Linked DNA regions of Mus musculus: region 2 is linked to region 1. Evidence: chromatin contacts called from public HiChIP or PLAC-seq data. All regions are on one chromosome and are shown on one strand. Each heading gives the region's core, a stretch centred on a gene start, on an enhancer-like site or on the middle of the called end of the contact. The rest is flanking DNA. Distances are from core to core; before and after follow the strand shown. Region 1 holds the start of Mtus1 (mitochondrial tumor suppressor 1). Region 2 has its middle 25 kb from the start of Gm39167.

Region 1 (5,226 bases), core at 2,020-4,519:
GACTTTGAGGGTGGAAGTCTTTTTATTTAAATGAACTAGAGAAGAAGCAAAGTTAAAAGCAACTATTTAACATTTTTGCTTCCCCCTGATTAGAGGACAAGCAATATGATCATTTATCTTATTAATGGAAAAACATAGTCATTTAAAAGAAAAAAAAAAGAAAGAAAGAAAAGATTTATTTATTTTATGTATGTGAGTTCACAGTTGCCTGTCTTCAGACACACCAGAAGAGGGCATCGGATCCCATTACAGATGGTTGTGAGCCACCACGTGGTTGCTGGGAATTGAACTCAGGACCTCTGGAAAAACAGTCAGTGCTCCTTACCAGTAAACCATCTCACCACCCCAACATGTTCATTCTTTATGGCCGATCTCAAGTGGGGGAAGCATCTTTAAAATGTCTACTATTAACATGGATCAAAATGTAGAACATGTGAAATTATATTAAATAAAAACTTTCTCTTCAAAATTGACCCTTTGGTGTCTGGACTCCATTTTAAAACACAACCAGCTACATCAATTTCTTGAAGTTTATTTGGGGAGTTTATTTGGGAAGTGTATTTTTACATATTATTTTGTTTATAGGAATAAAATACTATACAATATAAGTATATGGATTTTCTCTGCCTAATAGAAATGGCAACATGCTAGTAGATAATTGTTTTGCACTTAAAAATATGCACACGATGTATCTTAGATTATTTTATAATAATAAAAGATCTGTGTCATTCTTTTTCAAGTCCTCATAGGATTTGTTTTATGATTATGCCATAACTCTTTTTTAAACAAACTCCTTATAATGAGTTCTTCATCAATCAGTATGTTGTTTCTCAATATGTTGTTACTAGACACAAGGCTGACATAAACAAGGCTTTATACTCATGGAAGTTCCGCAGGGTAATATAAGATAAGCTCTCATTGAGGGGTTTCTAGTGAAAATAACCTGTGCATCTTTATTTAATCAGTTAGGATTTTGAATTTCCCTCTATGGAAGTCGCTCTAGGTTACGTTTACATCTGCACTCTGACTGCCTCTCTTCTCATTATACCAACGCCCGGTGGCTATCGCATGTTCTCATCTTTGACACTCTGCCAAGTGAAACAGGGATTTTTAAATAGAGTCTTCAATTTTCATTTTTCCTCCCAGAGGATAAAACATGCTAACTTTTCTTTAGAACAGAACACCACGAAGTTATGCAGAGTTGTCTTCTTATCCTTAATTCTGGACTCTGGAGCAGGTCAGCATTCAAGTTCAGAGGTCAGGAACATGGCTATATGCCCAGAACCAAGAGGGATAGAGAAGCCAATAGGCCTTAGTTCATGACCATTTGGCTGGACAGAGTCTCTGATGATGCCCCCAGATCACTTCTGATTATGGGAATGCAATGAGAAGCTAAGGTTCTGATTTCCACACCTTCAAAAAAGTGACAGTCACATCTGCACCGTGACTGCCTCTAAACTGTGACGTATCTCCAATTACTTCAGTGAGTGGTTGTTTTTTTAAATTTTGTTTTCTTCTTTCAATTTATCTTACAGAAATAAAAAGTAAAACTGATTCCATATTCATACATAGAACTAAGTCGCACAATGGAATGCAGTGGTGGTGGGAATCTGGATGTGTGTGGATTATATTGGGCCAAATCATCGGGGGCACGTGGCTTATAAAGGCTTAAATAATATGTTTAACACAAGGAGGATTTTCCTTAGGGAGGAAGCATGTTGCTAATTAGCATAATTATCTCATGACTTGCCAGAAAAAAACATCCGGGGCTTTTTTTTTTTTTTGGTTTTGTTTTGTTGGGTGCCTTTTGCTCAAGGGAGAATTGTCCGATGGTTTTTAATGCTGTGCCACTTTAAAACTAGTCACATGATTTTTTTCCTAACGTCAGACAGAGTTGATATTACGACAGGGATTTCAAAGATAAGCAAGAGGTGTTATCTACTGGAATATGGAGGGAAAAAAAGGGGGAGTCGGGCCTGCTCGGCTGGGTTTGTGCCTGCCTTGGCTGCCCTCACAGTGTGACCATGTGCAAGTCACTTGGCTTTTCTGAGCTTCGGTTGCCTCACTCAAATAATAGAGATAATAATCTAACCTATTTACAGCAGGGTCTACTTGTGAGCGAAGAATGGATCATTGTTCACGTGAAAGCACTTAAAGCTATAAACAGCAAAGCTATTAGATCATCCAGCATTCGTGGTATAGGCAACCTCTGAAATGCTGCTTCTGCTCCCTCACCCCCACCCCCGTCCCCCGCCTCTGCGCTCCAAGAAATGTACTGAAAATGCTTTTTCAGCAATCCCAGGCCACGTAGTTTTATATATGTATACACACATGCATACATTAAACTTAGAGTTCTGGGTTGTCTGACATGTTCAGGAATGTTTTTATCTGTTACAAGCAGGCTATCAATCTTTAGGGAAAAAACCTTATATTAAAATATGCTTAGTGGAGGCTGAAATTTCCTCAGTTTGATTCAAGAACAAGGACTTTGGCTTTCAAGTGGCCAGACCTAGCTTCTCTTCCTAGCTTCTCCCACTACCCCAACCCCACCCCCATCTGAACTTCTAACAGTCGGAGTGCTGGTTTCTTTAATCTTTAATAGGTGCTCGCTAGTAATCTGCTCGGAAGTCTGAAGACAATATAGGGCGCAGGTGGGACTCTCCGAGAACAATCAGTGCTGCTTCCTTATAAACCCTTACGCTGATAAGCCTGCAACTTCCCCACCTCCCAACTCCAAAGCCCTTCGCGGGACAGGGAATTCTGGCTGCGAGGGGACCCAGGAGGAGCCAATCCTCCCTCTGGCTAGCTAGCCTGTCCGACGGTCCTGGGGCCCCAAAGTTGGGCTTGGCAGAGCTTAGCTTTCCCACCAGGACGTGAATGGTTTGGGGTCGCGCGGGACAGCCAGCCAAGCGCGCAGTCAGCAGCGGTGGCTTTGCGACACACGTGGCAACAGGTGCAGCGCGATCCAGGACGTACGCCCGGGGCTTGTGGCTTATGTTGACGTTTAGCCAGGGAGCCCGACCCGGCTGGCGACCGTAGTGGAGCTCCGCGGGAGTCATCGTGCCTCAAGGAACCCCTGCTCGTCTCTCAGGTTAGTTTTTTTGGGGGGCACTGCCCCTTCTGCCCCCCTCTCCCCCCCGCAACCTGGCCTTTGTCTGGGCTCTAGGAGCCGCCGCGGGCGAGGGGCGAGGCCACCCAGCCCAGGATCCTCCGCCTTCGCTCCTCCCCCTGGCGGCCCGGGGCGGGGAGGCTGGGACGCCCGGGCTCCGGGTTCCCGGTTCCCGCCTGGCCGCCAGGGTGCTGGTGCGGGTTGGGGTCGATCTGCAAGCCCCAGGTACAGACGTCTCCAAGGCAGGACCCGCCGAGGGTGCAGAACGCCGTGGCTCCCCCCAGGGCTGGCTCCCCGGCTCTGCGGGCAAGCGCGGAGTGGATCCCATTCCGTCGCCCATCCCGGCCGCGGTGGGGACCTCCGGAGAACGAGGAGCTGGGGAGCGGCGACTGCAACGCACTCACGGTGACCGGACTGGCTTTCCGGGGAGGGGGGCGGGTGTCCTAGTGGGTTTCAAAGTAGGAGGAGTGGGGAGGCTGAGCTCACGTGGGACCCGCGGGGCTCCTGCAGGACAGCGGGCTGCAGTTGCTGTCACCTTGAAAGTGACCGAGGCGGTGGGTTTATTGTGGATAAAGGACAACTGTCAAGTTTGCATCCTCGGTGGAAAGCCGCCCACCAAGCGCTGGATTCTGGCTCTGGACCTGGCAGCCTCAGGCTTCCGGCTGGGCGACTTGCCGGGGTCCATTCCCACTAAGCAGTCAGGGCAGAAAATATGGGAGAAAGGGAATTAGTGCAGTTCCCCAGGTCCTCATGCGGGTTTTACTCCCTGCAGCCTGCGGGTTCTTACAAACTCTAAGGGAAAGCCCACGTTGAGGGTCGCCGTATTGATTACTCAATAGAGGACTTAGCTCGAATTTCCGCGAAGTCTTTGCGCCCCCCCCCCCAACTAGGGTGATCTGTTCACTTTTCACTTGTAAAAGTGACACATTGAATTGTAAACATAGCTTGCATACTGGCACTCACTCTGCAAAATGCTACTTTTAAATTGTCTTGTGTTCTACCAGAGGAAATCCAGTGTATTTTGTTTGTCTTAAAACCAGAGTCTTAGGCAAAACAGGAGGAAAGCGAGCTTTCATGTTCTGCCAGGTGATTGGAGTTCAATCAAGGTATCAAATCACAGCGCGGTGGGGGTGGGAGTGGATTCCGGGGATCCGGAGACAACTTGTGGGAGGGCAAAAAAGAGGTGGGGTCGGGCCCCCGCTAAACATATGACCTCTGTAAGGAATGTTTTACAAATAGGTTATCAGTTTAAATAGTTCATCCCCGTTCTCTCCAGCAATCCCTTTAGGGCAATCTGTACTCTGTTGTGTGGGTGTGTTTAAACTTCTTGTTTACAGATTTATTTCTCAAGAACTGTATCGATAAGAAAAGTTATGCAAGAAAACCTGTTCCTGCCCTGTTTTTTTAAAAAAGGCATAGAATTTAGTTTAAAATACTTTTAAAATGTTGTATCGATCTTCACCTGAACCCTCTCTCCACTGCCCCGGCCCCCCCCCCCCGTGACCCACCCCCTTGTTCAATGGATGGAGCGAAGAGTTTTGTATATACCAAACACCTGGATTATCATTGATAGCTGCCCCAGCCCCTCACCTGTTCCTTTTAAAAACTAGATTTATGTGGGAAACAAATTGTGTTTGGGAGAGGTCTGTACCTTTTAATTAACCGTTAGGAATTCAAGGATAATTTTTGTAGGGTTTAGCTAGGATTGTGAAATTCTGGATAAATTTCTTGTAGACTTTTTGGAAACTAGAGTTACAAGAATTAAGCTTTTAAGAAGCATGTTGATTAGTAACCCTGAGAGCTCTGATTTCAACCGGAATGGACCGCTGATGTATACAGTTTGATACATTCAGGAAAATAAGAGTCAATCCCACCATTTCTCTTTTTCTCCCCTTTGTAAACTATAATGAAAATTCCCCCATTATATAAAGCCTTCAAAATCTTAATAAGTGTTACACATTATATTCTATACACGTGTCGATTTACTTAACCTTGTTTTACAAGCTGATCTTTTCATTTTCAGTTACTGTAATTAAATATGCTATTGCAACCCTTAATCGCTTTTAAAATTTTGTCTGCAAGGTAGGTTTCCTTAGGATAAAGTCCTTGGAAATCAC
Region 2 (4,864 bases), core at 396-2,895, 46 kb before region 1:
GTGTAGGTCTTTGCAATCCAGAAGCAGGCATGGAACCCTCGGAGCTGGAGTTGTGGGCAGTTGTGGAGCATGTGGTATAGGAGTGAGAATCTGAACTCATATCCTTTAGAGGAGCAGCAATCTCTTAAAACCACTGAGCCATTTCTGCAGCCCTCAAATCATTATTTTCTTCTGTGTCAGGTATGGACAGTGAGACAGTCTTGAAAACCTTGTAAGAACTGGGTAAGACTTAGTAAAAATGTGTGGGATAAGATATGTAGAGTCTAACTTCAACAACAAAATAAAAATGTAAGCAATAAGATATGTTGATAATATGTTCATGAGCCCACATACCTATCTCGCCATCTAAACTTACCATAGTCAATATTAGGACAGACCACTGTAAGACAAAGCAAGGGCCACACAGATATAACATATACTTTTGTTTGAATACATACATTGCCCCAACTCCTGGCACATGAAAGAAGAGTTTGGTTTGGTTTGGTTTGGTTTTTCTGAGACAGGCTTTCTCTGTGTAGTCCTAGATGTCCTAAAATTTGCTCTGTAGACCAGGCTGGCCTTGAACTCAGAAACCCACCTGCCTCTGCCTCCAGAGTGTTGGGATTAAAGGCGTGTGCCTCCACTGCCCTGCTGTAAGAAAGGTTTTGTGTGTGGCCCAGCATACTTCTGCAACAACAATCAATGATGAAAGAAGCAAGCTCAGAATCTTCACCTTTGAAGTTTCCTCAACTTAATATTTAATCTAGCTGCTTTATGGCTTCAGATGGTTGTCCTTAAATAATAGTTTTATTTAAAAAAAAAAGTTTATTTTTATGGGGGTAGGGAGAGAAAAAACAAAAACAAGTTTGCTTGAAAAATGCCATAATAAAATTTTATTCTTTGTGAGCTCATAAGAAATAAAGCTGAAAGAAATTCCCATAAAATTGTTTACTTTTTTATTTGATAAGAAAATAATTCAGTAGTTAAAAAAAAATTAATGCAGAGCTGTTCAGGGGAAATAGGGAAAGAGTAGATTGGAGGTTAGCTCAGTGCTTTCCTGCTTCCAAGTAAGACCCTGCTTTGATATCTAGCATCAGAAGGAGACAGTGATGGACAAGAGGGAGGGGGAGGGAGAGTGCACACACACACACACACACACACACACACACACACACACACACACACACGCACTAATACTACTCATTAACCATAAATTCCTTGGCCTTGTTTTTCTCCTATTTTGTTACCAACGGCTTAGAAATCTTGGTAGATGAGAACTGTGTTTTGTTTTGTTTTGTTTTGTTTTGTTTCCTTTGCTTAATATTGTATTCTAAGTACATCCTCATGTTGTTAAAATGTCTTCACACAAAAATTTGAAAGTAGTATAAAAACATCAGCTAATTTTAATCCCATAGGGTTTTTTGGTTGTTGTTTTTCTTTAAAGATTTATTTATTTATTTATTTATTTATTCATTTATTTTATGTGTGTACGCTGTAGCTGTCTTCAGACACTCCAAAAGAGGGAGTCAGATCTCATTACAGATGGATGTGATCCACCATGTGGTTGCTGGGATTTGAACTCAGGAGCAGTCAGTGCTCTTAACCGCTGAGCCAACTCACCAACCCCCAGTCCCATAGTTTTTAACCAACCTATTTTCAGAATATTTAGGCTGTTTCCAGTCTGTTGCAGTACACAGTGTTGTGACATTTGCACACAAAGGTTTTGTTTGTTCATTTTGCTTTTGAATTATTTCCTAAGATAACTGGCAGAAGCAGAATTGCTGCATTCTCTTTCCAAAGCCCTCTTTCTCACTGAAATTTAGCTTTGACCATAGGAATAGCTTCATCCTGAAGGCTAAAGGTTAGTATTTTCCACTGGCAATTGCAGTACATTTACACCACATTAAACTTTATTTGACCTTCATTCTAATGCATCTACTATCTTACTCTTCTGAATAAATATATGGGGAGTCGTTTCATCCTTTTGCGAAAGCATGCTGCTGTTTTGCTCACATGCCAGTCATTAAACACCTACTGTGTGTCAGTCCATATGCAAAGTTATAGAAATGAGTCATAGACATTAGCAGAGCTCCTGCCCTTGAAGAACTGACACGTCGATACAGGGAGACAAGTAAACACACAAGCTATCCCAAGAAATACAGCACGCAGCGTCAGGTTTATTTGCTAGCCAAGATTACAGTCAGGATGTTTTGGGTTTGCTGTCTGCCATATTTGGGGTGGAGGGAAGTATACAGAGTTTCTTTACATGTCTCTGCCTAGTGGTTTTCATTGGAAAACATAATGAGATTTGTTTTTATGCATTTTAGCATTTCGAGGCTGCAATGATGTAACACGGCACGTGCATCCTGTAGGCACTCCGGAAATACTGCTGTGATGATGGGATCTGCAATGGAGACGGTGCGGACAGAGGAAATAGTGTAACAACGTGCTATGTGGCCCTTGCCATGACTTGAAATGTCAGAAGACAGAGGATGGAAGAGAGCATATAAAATGAAACCGAGTCTGGGTAAACACTATTGACAGGAGCCCTGAGGCAGCCTGGGTCTTTAATGTCACTGACATCTAAAATACTTGATGGTTTGATGACAAAATGCGCTTTAGGGATTATCTGGTAACAGTGGTCAAGGAGCCTTGGGCTCAGGCCACATGCATCAGGGTCCGTTCAGGGATCAGAAAAACTCCCTTTCATCACAGCTCCTCTCTTAAACCACGGCTCCATTTTTAATCTCTTTTATGTACTTTGGTTTCACACGACCTTTTGCGTTTTGTTTGAGGGACAACACAAAGCCCTTATCTCTGAAAGAAGCTACTCTATCTTACACATCAAGAACTTATCTGCTTTTTTTGAGATATCTGGCATCTGGGCACCGGGATTTCATACTCTCATGACTCATATCAATTAACCGTCATTGCAAACCTAAGGCTACGTGTACTCTGTGTTCTGATGCATGCCGGCTCTTCATTTTAAACCTTGGCTGGAAAAGCACATCCACCCAGTAAAAAACTACACTCCACCAGAGGCAAGTCCAAGACAAGCTCCAACCTTTCAAGGGAGATAAAAGAGGGAATTAAGTATTCAGTCATAACAAAAAAGCTGACTGAGTCCCAGGGAGAAAATGGCACAGAGGATCCCCTTCCAAAATGTAACTCGGAGGGGTTTGGCACCAGTTTCTAGGTCTTTCTAATTATAGCAGTGTTCTATAACATTGCTTCCACCTGCACCTATGACAGTAATATTCAACACTTAGCATTATCAAAGACCTTTCCAGCTTGAACTAATGAATTCACACATTTCCAGCCACCTGGGACGAATAGTGTTATTATCCAGGTTTTACAGATACAGAAAACTTCAAAAGAGATTCCTCCGAGGTCACACAGTGACTGGACCTGGGCCAGGAGTGGATCATAGAAGAACTTGATTATTTTTTAAATTTCATTGGAAGATGACAGACAGCCTTTCACAGACTGTTTGTATTTAGGGGTGATTTCTTTTTCTTTAGCATGCTAAACAGATACCCTTTGTTGGGACTAGTGTGCTGCTGTGTTTTGGCTGTGGCTCCTTCCCTAGAGGAGCGAGCCCACAGGACTTGCCACACACATCCTAATGCTTTGGGACACCAGGTAATTTGGGAGCCTTTCAAGCTGGCTAACTGTGTCATCTCTCCTACTTACCCCTTTGTTGTACCTATGGTGTCTCCTTTTAGTTGAGAGATGTTGAACACAGAGCTCTTGGATTGTAAAGTGAAATCTCAGACAGACAGCTAGTTACAAAGCTTCCCCTGTCCCTTTCTGATGATCTAGTAATTGAGATTCCTAGGGACCACATAGACCTCGGAGAAGGTTCTTAATAGCAAATACTGGCCTTTTTATCATTTAAAAAAAAAGATTTAAAATGGCTTTTATTGTTCTAGTTATAAGAAAGTTACATTTGGGGAGCTAGACAGATGGCTCAGTGGTTAAGAGCACTCACTGCTCTTCCAAAGGTCCTGAGTTCAATTCCCAGCATCTGCAATGTGATCTGACGCCCTCTTCTGTTGTGTCTGAAGACAACTACAGCGTACTCACATACATTAAATAAATAAATAATCTTTTTTTAAAAAATAAAGTTACATTTGAAACACTATCCAGTGGTTCACTGGTGGACAATCTAGATTCCCCCTTGACTTTTGCCCTCTTCTAGGGCTTGAGGTTTGAAATACTTATAACCTTATGTTTTTCACTCATACAAAGCCCCCCAAAAAAACAAAACAAAACAACCTCTTTTTATCATCCCTTTGTCCAAAGCAAAAAAGGCTTTTATGTAGGCAATAATCGTGCAGAATGAATCAATGCCAAATTAAAATGAATTATTCACAAGAGTTCCATGTTGACTCAGAGACCAGTAGAAACAGGGGAAAAAAGATAATTTGGAAAACTCACAATAAGAAAGGAATTTGGTGGATATGATTAAGAGCTTTTAAAAACATGGTTCTTTTGAAATTGAAGTTCAAAAAGCATCTCTCTGTTCTCTGCTCTCTGTGTCTGAGTCACAGGGTGGAAGTGAGCTACATGAGGAAGGAAGAACTCAAGAAGAGGTGGTGGGGTGGACTCCAAGGCTAGGGTTTTTGTTTTTGTTTTTGTTTTTTAATATCAAGTTTAGGCCTGACTTGCTTTGTTTCATGAGACAGAAATCATAACTTATATTATTATTATATAAGCCTTTTTATCATCCCTTTGTCCAAAGCAAAAAATGCTTTTATGTAGGCAATAATCGTGCAGAATGAATCAATGCCAAATTAAAATGAATTATTCACAAGAGTGAATTATTATATTGTTCTTATAACTAGAACAATAAAAGCCATTTTAAATCTTTAAATCTTCTCAC

Evidence for each region. HiChIP or PLAC-seq counts read pairs in DNA pulled down with a chosen protein or histone mark.
Region 2: a contact with region 1 is called in an H3K27ac HiChIP or PLAC-seq map of hepatocytes, with 3 times the contacts expected there. The contact joins the enhancer-like site here to the promoter of Mtus1 in region 1. A contact is called at or near these places in 8 of 39 promoter capture datasets (the 3T3-L1 cell line, 3T3-L1-derived adipocytes, cranial neural crest and 3 more), 17 of 484 Hi-C or Micro-C datasets (the AML12 cell line, the N1E-115 cell line, bone marrow-derived macrophages and 11 more), 12 of 115 datasets of contacts at active chromatin or transcription factors (bone marrow-derived macrophages, a colorectal cancer cell line, embryonic fibroblasts and 5 more) and 2 of 9 other capture datasets (adipose tissue and pancreatic islet).

Annotation. Positions count from the first base shown.
Region 1 is chr8:41,131,769-41,136,994 of GRCm38.p6, reverse strand. Mtus1 (mitochondrial tumor suppressor 1) reads left to right here and starts at 3,269. Exons shown (of 14, transcript NM_001005863.2): 1 at 3,269-3,514.
Region 2 is chr8:41,176,747-41,181,610 of GRCm38.p6, reverse strand. No RefSeq gene overlaps it. Among named protein-coding and RNA genes, the nearest start is that of Gm39167, 25 kb to the right of the region's middle. Within about 2 kb of position 1,645, at least 5 of the 459 cell types and tissues checked have an H3K27ac peak or open chromatin away from gene starts, as enhancers often do. A contact at or near this core is called in hepatocytes, where this site is marked.